Regions from separate parts of the Sus scrofa genome. Here region 2 is linked to region 1. Evidence: chromatin contacts called from public Hi-C data. All regions are on one chromosome and are shown on one strand. Each heading gives the region's core, a stretch centred on a gene start, on an enhancer-like site or on the middle of the called end of the contact. The rest is flanking DNA. Distances are from core to core; before and after follow the strand shown.

What was found. A called contact is a pair of places that touch in the nucleus more often than the background predicts.
Region 2: a Hi-C map of liver shows a contact between it and region 1, with 5 times the contacts expected there. The contact joins two enhancer-like sites. A contact is called at or near these places in 1 of 5 promoter capture datasets (liver), 11 of 47 Hi-C or Micro-C datasets (alveolar macrophages, blood, embryonic fibroblasts and 4 more) and 2 of 2 datasets of contacts at active chromatin or transcription factors (alveolar macrophages and skeletal muscle).

The regions. Positions count from the first base shown.
Region 1 is chr6:59,491,294-59,495,107 of Sscrofa11.1, reverse strand. The region is part of intron 17 of BRSK1 (serine/threonine-protein kinase BRSK1); the gene reads right to left. Among named protein-coding and RNA genes, the nearest start is that of TMEM150B, 13 kb to the left of the region's middle. Within about 2 kb of position 1,652, at least 1 of the 83 cell types and tissues checked has an H3K27ac peak or open chromatin away from gene starts, as enhancers often do. A contact at or near this core is called in liver, where this site is marked.
Region 2 is chr6:59,575,290-59,579,103 of Sscrofa11.1, reverse strand. No RefSeq gene overlaps it. Among named protein-coding and RNA genes, the nearest start is that of UBE2S, 6.7 kb to the right of the region's middle. Within about 2 kb of position 2,038, at least 20 of the 83 cell types and tissues checked have an H3K27ac peak or open chromatin away from gene starts, as enhancers often do. A contact at or near this core is called in liver, where this site is marked.

The DNA.
Region 1 (3,814 bases), core at 403-2,902:
CGAACCCGCAACCTCATGGTTCCTAGTCGGATTCGTTAACCACTGCTCCACGATGGGAACTCCTCCACATCTAGTCTTTACAGGACCAGAAGTGTGGCTCCAGAAATAACCCTAAGCTCACCAATCATTTTACTACTTCCCAAATCTCCCCCCCCCCTTTTTTTTTCACAGCCATACCTGCAGCATATGGAAGTTCCCATGTCAGAGGTTGAATCGGAGCTGCAGCTGGGGCTTATGCCACAGTCACAGGCAACGCCTGATCCAAGCCGCATCAGCAACCTTCCCCACAGTTCAACAGCAATGCCAGATCCTTAACCCACTAAGTGAGGCCGAGGATGGAACCCACCTCCTCATGGCTACTATGCAAACTACTACATTTAGAATGGGTTAGCAGTGAGGTCCTGCTGAATAGCACAGGGATATCCAGTCTCCTGGGATAGAACATGATGGAAGATAGTATGAGAAAGGGACTATCAGGTGTGTATATGCCCCCACCTCTGTCAGGATGGCCCTCATTAACGAGTCCACAAATCACCACCGCTGGAGAGCGGGTGGAGGAAAGGGACCCCTCCTGCACTGCTGGTGGGAATGTAAACTGGTACAACCACTGTGGAAAACAGTATGGAGGCCCCTTGGAAAACTAAAAACAGAACTATCATATGACCCAGCAATCCTACTCTTGGGCTTACATCCAGACAAAAAGCGTTCATTGAATAAGACACATGCACCTGCATGTTCATCACAGCTCTATTCATAGTTGCCAAGACATGGAAACAACCTAAATGTCCACCAACAGATGAATGGATTAAGACGACGTTGGGATTTCCCGTCGTGGCGCAGTGCTTAACGAATCCGACTAAGAACCATGAGGTTGCAGGTTCGATCCCTGGCCTTGCTCAGTGGGTGAAGGATCCGGTGTTGCTGTGAGCTGTGGTGTAGGTCGCAGACGTGGCTCGGATCCCGCGTTGCTATGGCTCTGGTGTAGGCTGGTGGCTACAGCTCCGATTTGACCCCTAGCCTGGGAACCTCCATATGCTGCGGATGTGGCCCTAAAAAGACAAAAGACAAAAGACAAAAGACAAAAAAAAAAAAAAAAAAAGAAGAAGAAGAAGAATAGTAATAAAAGAAAGGAAATTAAAAAAGAATGAATGAATAAATAAATAAAAGGGAACGTATACACATAACTGTGTGATGGGGTCACTTTGCTGTACTGCAGAAATTGACATAGCAGTGTACATCAACTCTAATTTAAAAAAAGAAAAAAGAAAAAAGATAGTCTCTCCAGATTTTGGTAACTTGAAACTTCAGAGTTTTGCTACATTAAGTTAAATGATGGAAATCCACTGACGATCCAGATCATTTCCAAATAAGATGCCAGAACATTACTTAGAAAAGAAAAAAAAAAGAACATTATTTACTGAATATAGGCTTCCTTTGACAGAGAAACTGAAGGTAATTAGGACTACGTAATAAATATGGTTGGTGCCACACTAAGACATTTTCTGTAAAAAAAAAAAAAAGGCACATGGTTTCTAGAAACCATTAAGAGTAGTTATAAGTTTGCTAATCTAACATAATCTTAATGTAAAGGACCATTCATAACTGCTTCCTTTTCAGGTTCTGCTTGTTTGTTTGTTTTTGGCTGCCCTGTGGCCTCTGGTGTTCCCAGGCCAGAGGTCAAATCTGAGCCGCAGTTGCAGCAACACTGGATCCTTTAACCCACTGTGCCTGGCTGGGGATGGAACCTGCGTCCTGGCACTGCAGAGATGCTGCCCATCCCATTGCACCACAGCAGGAACTCCTCTTCTTTTTCTTTCTTTTTTTTTTTTAAGGGCTGCACTTGTGGCATACGGAGGTTCCCAGGCAAGGGGTCGAAACAGAGCTATAGCCACTGGCCTACACCACAGCCACAGCAACTCAGGATCCAAGCCACGTCTGTGACCTACACCACGGCTCATGGCAAGCCTGGAGCTTAACTCACTGAGCAAGGCCAGGGATTGAATCTTTGTCCTCATGGATACTAGTCAGATTTGTTTCTGCTGAGCCATAATGAGAACTCAGGAACTCCTCTTTCTTCAGTATTGCTAGAAACTAGGCTTTGAAGTTAAGAATTAAAATATGTATGTGGAATTCCCGTAGTGGCGCAGTGGTTAACGAATCCGACTAGGAACCATGAGGTTGCAGGTTCGGCCCCTGCCCTTGCTCAGTGGGTTAACGATCCGGCATTGCCGTGAGCTGTGGTGTAGGTTGCAGACATGGCTCGGATCCCGCGTTGCTGTGGCTCTGGCTTAGGCCGGGGGCTACAGCTCCGATTCGACCCCTAGCCTGGGAACCTCCATATGCCACAGGAGCGGCCCAAGAAATAGCTAAAAAAAGACCAAAAATAAATAAATAAATAAATAAAATAAAATATATATGTAATTAAAGCTATAGGAGTTCCCTTGTGGTGCAGTGGGTTAAGGATCAAGTGTTGTCCCTGCTGTGGCATGGGTCTGATTCCTGGCCTAGGAACTTCCACATGTCTGGGGCAGGGCCAAACAAAAAAGCTACTAAAATGAGGAAAACTATTCGTTATGCAATGCGAGGGGGGGAGTGGAAGGCCTATTTTCAGTAAGACAAGGTTTGAGGAGGAAGGGAAATACCTTTTATTACAGGAAAAGAAACCCTGAGGAAAAGTTTTGTATGTGTTCACGATTGGCTAAGACCAGACTGAATTTCATGAAGTAAATGCATTTTAATACTGAACTGTTACAAAGCGAATTTGGTTTTCTCTCTACTAAGAGAACAAACTTTTCTTAAAATATTGTTCTGTTTTTGACAAGAGACGGTAAAGTTTCTTTAGTCATCTCTTAACTTTCTGTATTTGCTTTTATTGTCACTTTTGTTAAGTGAATGTAGAGACCTATGATCCTCTTGGACCAGGTGTTTTGAAATTTTTTTGGTCTGGACAAACTCTTCAAATATCAAATCCTAATCAAAGTTCGTTCTTTCTTTTTTTTTTTTGGCTGTGCCCATGGAATAGAAGCTCCCAAACCAGGGATTGAGCTGTGCCACAGCAGTGACTGGAGCCACTGTGATGACACTAGATCTTTAAACTGCTGAGCCACCAGGGAGCTCCACAGCGGAAGCTCTTTTGACCTTTGACCTCAAGCTAACTTTGGGATGCTTTGGAGAGGGCCCCTGGAGGATCCCCAAGAGAGAAATATTATCCAAATTCGGCTTCCTTAGTTATTAAATTGCATGGGAAGCAGGACAAATGAATGATGGTAAAGCCTCTTAGGCTCTGTCACACAGATACATGTAATCAATACAGATATTCTAGACAAAACAGAGAATTCGTAAAAATTTGGTATGTCCTGATAAAATATTATCAGCCCTACTTCTAGAAATTATCTTAAAATGTATGTCATAGAAGTAACCAAGTTTATTTGTCAGTGGCATTGTAATCAGGTCTTAAATGTTGATTTTTTAAGTCTTTTGTCATTTAAAGACAATTATTATTGTACTCTGATGCCTTTGAAGAAAAAAAAAGCTTCATCTTCAGGAAGATTCACAAAAATAATTTTTTTTTGCTATTGTTATCTTATTATACTTTCTTTTTTTTTTTTCTGCTTTTTAGGGCCAAACCTGCTCATATGAAAGTTCTCAGGCTAGGGATGAAATTGAAGCTGCATCTGCCAGCCACAGCCACAGCCACAGCCACACAGGATCCAAGCTGCTTCTGGGACCTACACCACAGCTCACAGCAATGTCAGATACTCAACCCACTGAGTGGGGTCAGGTATTGAACCCATGTCCTTGGGGATACTAGTCG
Region 2 (3,814 bases), core at 789-3,288, 84 kb before region 1:
TCCCTCTGCACTTCTTTTTAACATCATGTGTTTTGGGGGTAGTTTGTTCATTTGTTTTCATTTTTGGCCGCCCCACAGCATACACTGTTTCCAGGCCAGAGACCAGATCCAAGCCACGGTTGTGACCTATTGGGCAACTGTGGCAATGCTGGATCCTTTAACCCACTGTGCTGGGCTGGGGATCAAACCTACATCCTGGAGCTGCAAATTCGCTGCTGATCCCATTGCACCACAGTGGGAACTCCTGTTTGTTTGTTTTTTGGCCGCCTGGTGGCACATGGAGTTCCCAGGCCAGGGATCAGATCCAAGCCAAAGCCATGAGCTAAGCCACAGCTGTGGCAACACTGCATCCCTAAGCCACTGTGCTGGGCCAGGGATCACTCCTTCGACCCAGTGCTTCCAAGATGCTGCTGATCCCACTGAGCCACAGCAGGAACTCCTCTGTTTTTGTTTTTGTTTTTGTTTTTGTTTTTTGCCTGTCCACAGCATGCAGAAGTTCCTAGGCCAGGAATCAAACCCACACCACAGCAGAACCAGTGCCAGATTCTTAAATAACCTGCTGAGCCAGGAGGGAAATGCCTTTAACTTCATACCTTGACATAGTTTCAAACTTGGAGAAGAGTACAAGAATACGTCCAAGAACGCCTGCGCAACCTTCGTCAATTCATCAGTTGTTGAGGTTTCATCACACTGCTTTACAGTTTTCTTCCCATGTACATTTTTTCCTGAGACACTGGACAGTAAGTTGCCCCCAAGGGACATTTGGGAAGGACAAGGACATTCTCTTACACAGCTGCAGTACGGTCACCATCAAGAACTTCATACTGATGACACGCACCTTCACCCTGCGCCCGCTGTCCCGATGCGGCCTTTCGGAGCCCCTCTCCGTTCAGCCCCGGGTCCTCCAGGATCAGCCACGTCTGGTCACTTGGCCTCTCGAGGCTCCTCCAGCTTGAACAGCTCCTCAGTCTCTTTCCTGACTCTGGCTCTCTCATGGCATGGACACTGCCGTCCAGGCAGCAGCATGATTTTTAATCTAGTCCATACCACTGGACGCGTGGAGTTTTCCCAGTTTTCACTACTACAAACAACACTTTGAGGCGGGTCCTTCTGCACACCATGTGGAGCATTCACTTACTTTTTCCTGGGGTGACCTCCTAGGGGGGTGAACTGCTGGGTCAGAGGACAATTGTGTTTTATTTTTTCATTTTATTTTCTTTTATTTTTTTGTCTTTTTGCCATTTCTTGGGCCGCTCCCGTGGCATGTGGAGGTTCCCAGGCTAGGGGTCGAATCAGAGCCGTAGCCTCTGGCCTACGCCAGAGCCACAGCAACGCGGGATCCGAGCCGCATCTGTGACCTACACCACAGCTCACAGCAACGCCGGATCCTTAACCCACTGAGCAAGGCCAGGGATCAAACCCGCAACCTCATGGTTCCTAGTTGGATTCGTTAACCACTGCGCCACAACGGGAACTCCCAATTGTGTTTTAAAGACTGTTCGCCATACAGTGCCAAGATGCAAGTCCAAAAGCCCTGCCAAGTCCACGTATGTGAAAACATCTGTCTGCTCCCACCCTTGCCAGCATCAGGCATTATTCTTTTTTCTTTTCTTTTTTTCCTGCAGCATATGGAAATTCCCAGGCTAGAGGTCAAATCAAAGCTACTGCTGCCAGCCCAAACCACAGACACAGCAACAGAGGATCTGAGCTGCGTCTGTCACCTACAACACAACTCACGGCAATGCAGGATCCTCAACCCACTGAGCAAGGCCAGGGATCGAACCCACATCCTCAGGGATGCTAGTCAGATTGCTTCCACTGCACCACACAGGAACTCCGACTAGTCGGGTTCTTAACCAGCTGAGCCACAACAGGAACTCCCCATCAGGCATTATTCCTGCTGTGCAACAGGGGGGTCAGTTTTATAGCCATTAAAGGAAGCCCTAGGGACTAAAGTTTTCATCCAACTTGGTCTCCGCCCTGCCCCCGCCGTCTGCGGTTTGGGAGCCGGCGTTTCACTGCTGCTGTCTGTCACTAGAGGGAGCACCCGATCTGAAGACGGCAAAGCCCCTCCTCAGGGAGTGCTTCCTCTGCTCAGGGGCAGGGACAGGTTCTTGTCGATTACCTACCACAGCCCCGACAGTGGAGGGACAGACAGGGTTAAAAATACTAAGTGGCAGAGAGCAAGTCAGCAACCACAGACCCTAGACTCGGAAACAAAGATGCAGGCACTGACACACGAAGACAGGCTCAGCCTCACTGGTAAGAGGAAACGCAGATGAAAGACGAGGCACCTTCGTTTGCCCCTGACTGGCACGTATTTTGGAGACTGCTAACATCTGGGCTCATTTCTGCCCCAGGATATTAACATCAGCTGCTTCCTCCGCCAGGGAACAGTCTTTCCCTAGATATCCGCAAAACTTGCTTCCTCTCGGCTTTTAACTCTTTATTTAAATGTCTCCTCACTGAGGCTTCCCTGACTCCCTCCCACCTAAAATTCCCTCCCCCAGTGTTCCCAATCCTCCTTGGCTTGCCTGCTTCAATTTCTATAGTAAGTAATACCTTTTAATTTTACTCACTGTTCTTTCCTCTGAGCCCAGGCCCTCCCCAGTGTAAGCACTGATAATCCGGCACCCTGGGCAACCCTGGGCTTGGTACTTCCTGTTTCTGTCTCCCCACCAGAATAGAAGCCCCAGCCACAGTGTCTTGGTCACTGATGTACCTTAAGCACCTAGAAGAGGGCCCGGCAAAAGCTGGTTTTAAATAAATCCTTGCGGAATGAATAGATCAGATCCTGATGATGGGGATCCAAGTAAGGAGGAACCTGCCAGAGGCTACCTGGTGGAAGTGCACAAACACATGCCCTGAGATCTTGCAGCTGCACTTCTAGGAACTTCTTCAGGAAAGCTCACAGCTTTGCCAAAGATAAAGGCTGGAGGATGTTCACTGCAGCTTCTAGCCACAGACCGGCCCCAGTGAAAGGACTTGCCTGTTGGAGAATGCCAGAAACTCGCTGCTCCAGGACGCGAGTGTAGACACCCACAGTGGGGGGAGAAGACACCCTGAGGGGGTACAGGTGAGAATGCAGGAGGCAAAGGAGGGCCAGAGCCGAAGGTCCTGCTTGTGTTGCTTGCACGGCAGTAACTACATGAATTTCCCTCCAAGCATCCGTTTCTTTCTGACTTAATACAGACGAACAGAAAAAAACAAAGTCCATTTTTGAAGCTAGAATTTGAACCGAAAGGACCATCTGGGTTTCCTGGAGCAGAAGTTAGTTTATGGGTTTCCAGTATTGAGCAGAGGAAGGGTGTCTGTGCCCTGGCCCATACCTGCTGATTCCGGGCTCCCAAACTAACCCATAGTGACAGTGGCCCCAACACAAGGCCACCTCCTGAGTAGTTGAGTCCGCCCACTTCTCTCCCACGACCAAGGCCACCACCCTGGCCCAAGCCACAGCCACCTTGCAGCTGGAGTTTCTGCTTCTGCCCTGGGCCCTCCAACCAGTTTCTACCAAGCAGCACTAAGCTAGAGTCTCAATGTGAGTATCAGATCCACTCACATCCCTAGGCCAAAATTCTTCACTGGCCCCTAGGGCTCTGCCAAGCCAGCCCCTCCGTGCCCACCTCTCCCAGCTCAGAGCATGCTCCCCTGAGACCGCTCTCTTCACCAACACCCCTGCTTTCTTTCAGTTCCTCCTATCTCAGTATTTTTTAAAACTTCTTTTTAGGAAAATAACAGGTTTAGGAGTTCCTGTCGTAGCTCAGTGGTCAATGAATTGGAGCAGGAACCATGAGGTTGTGGGTTGGATCCCTGG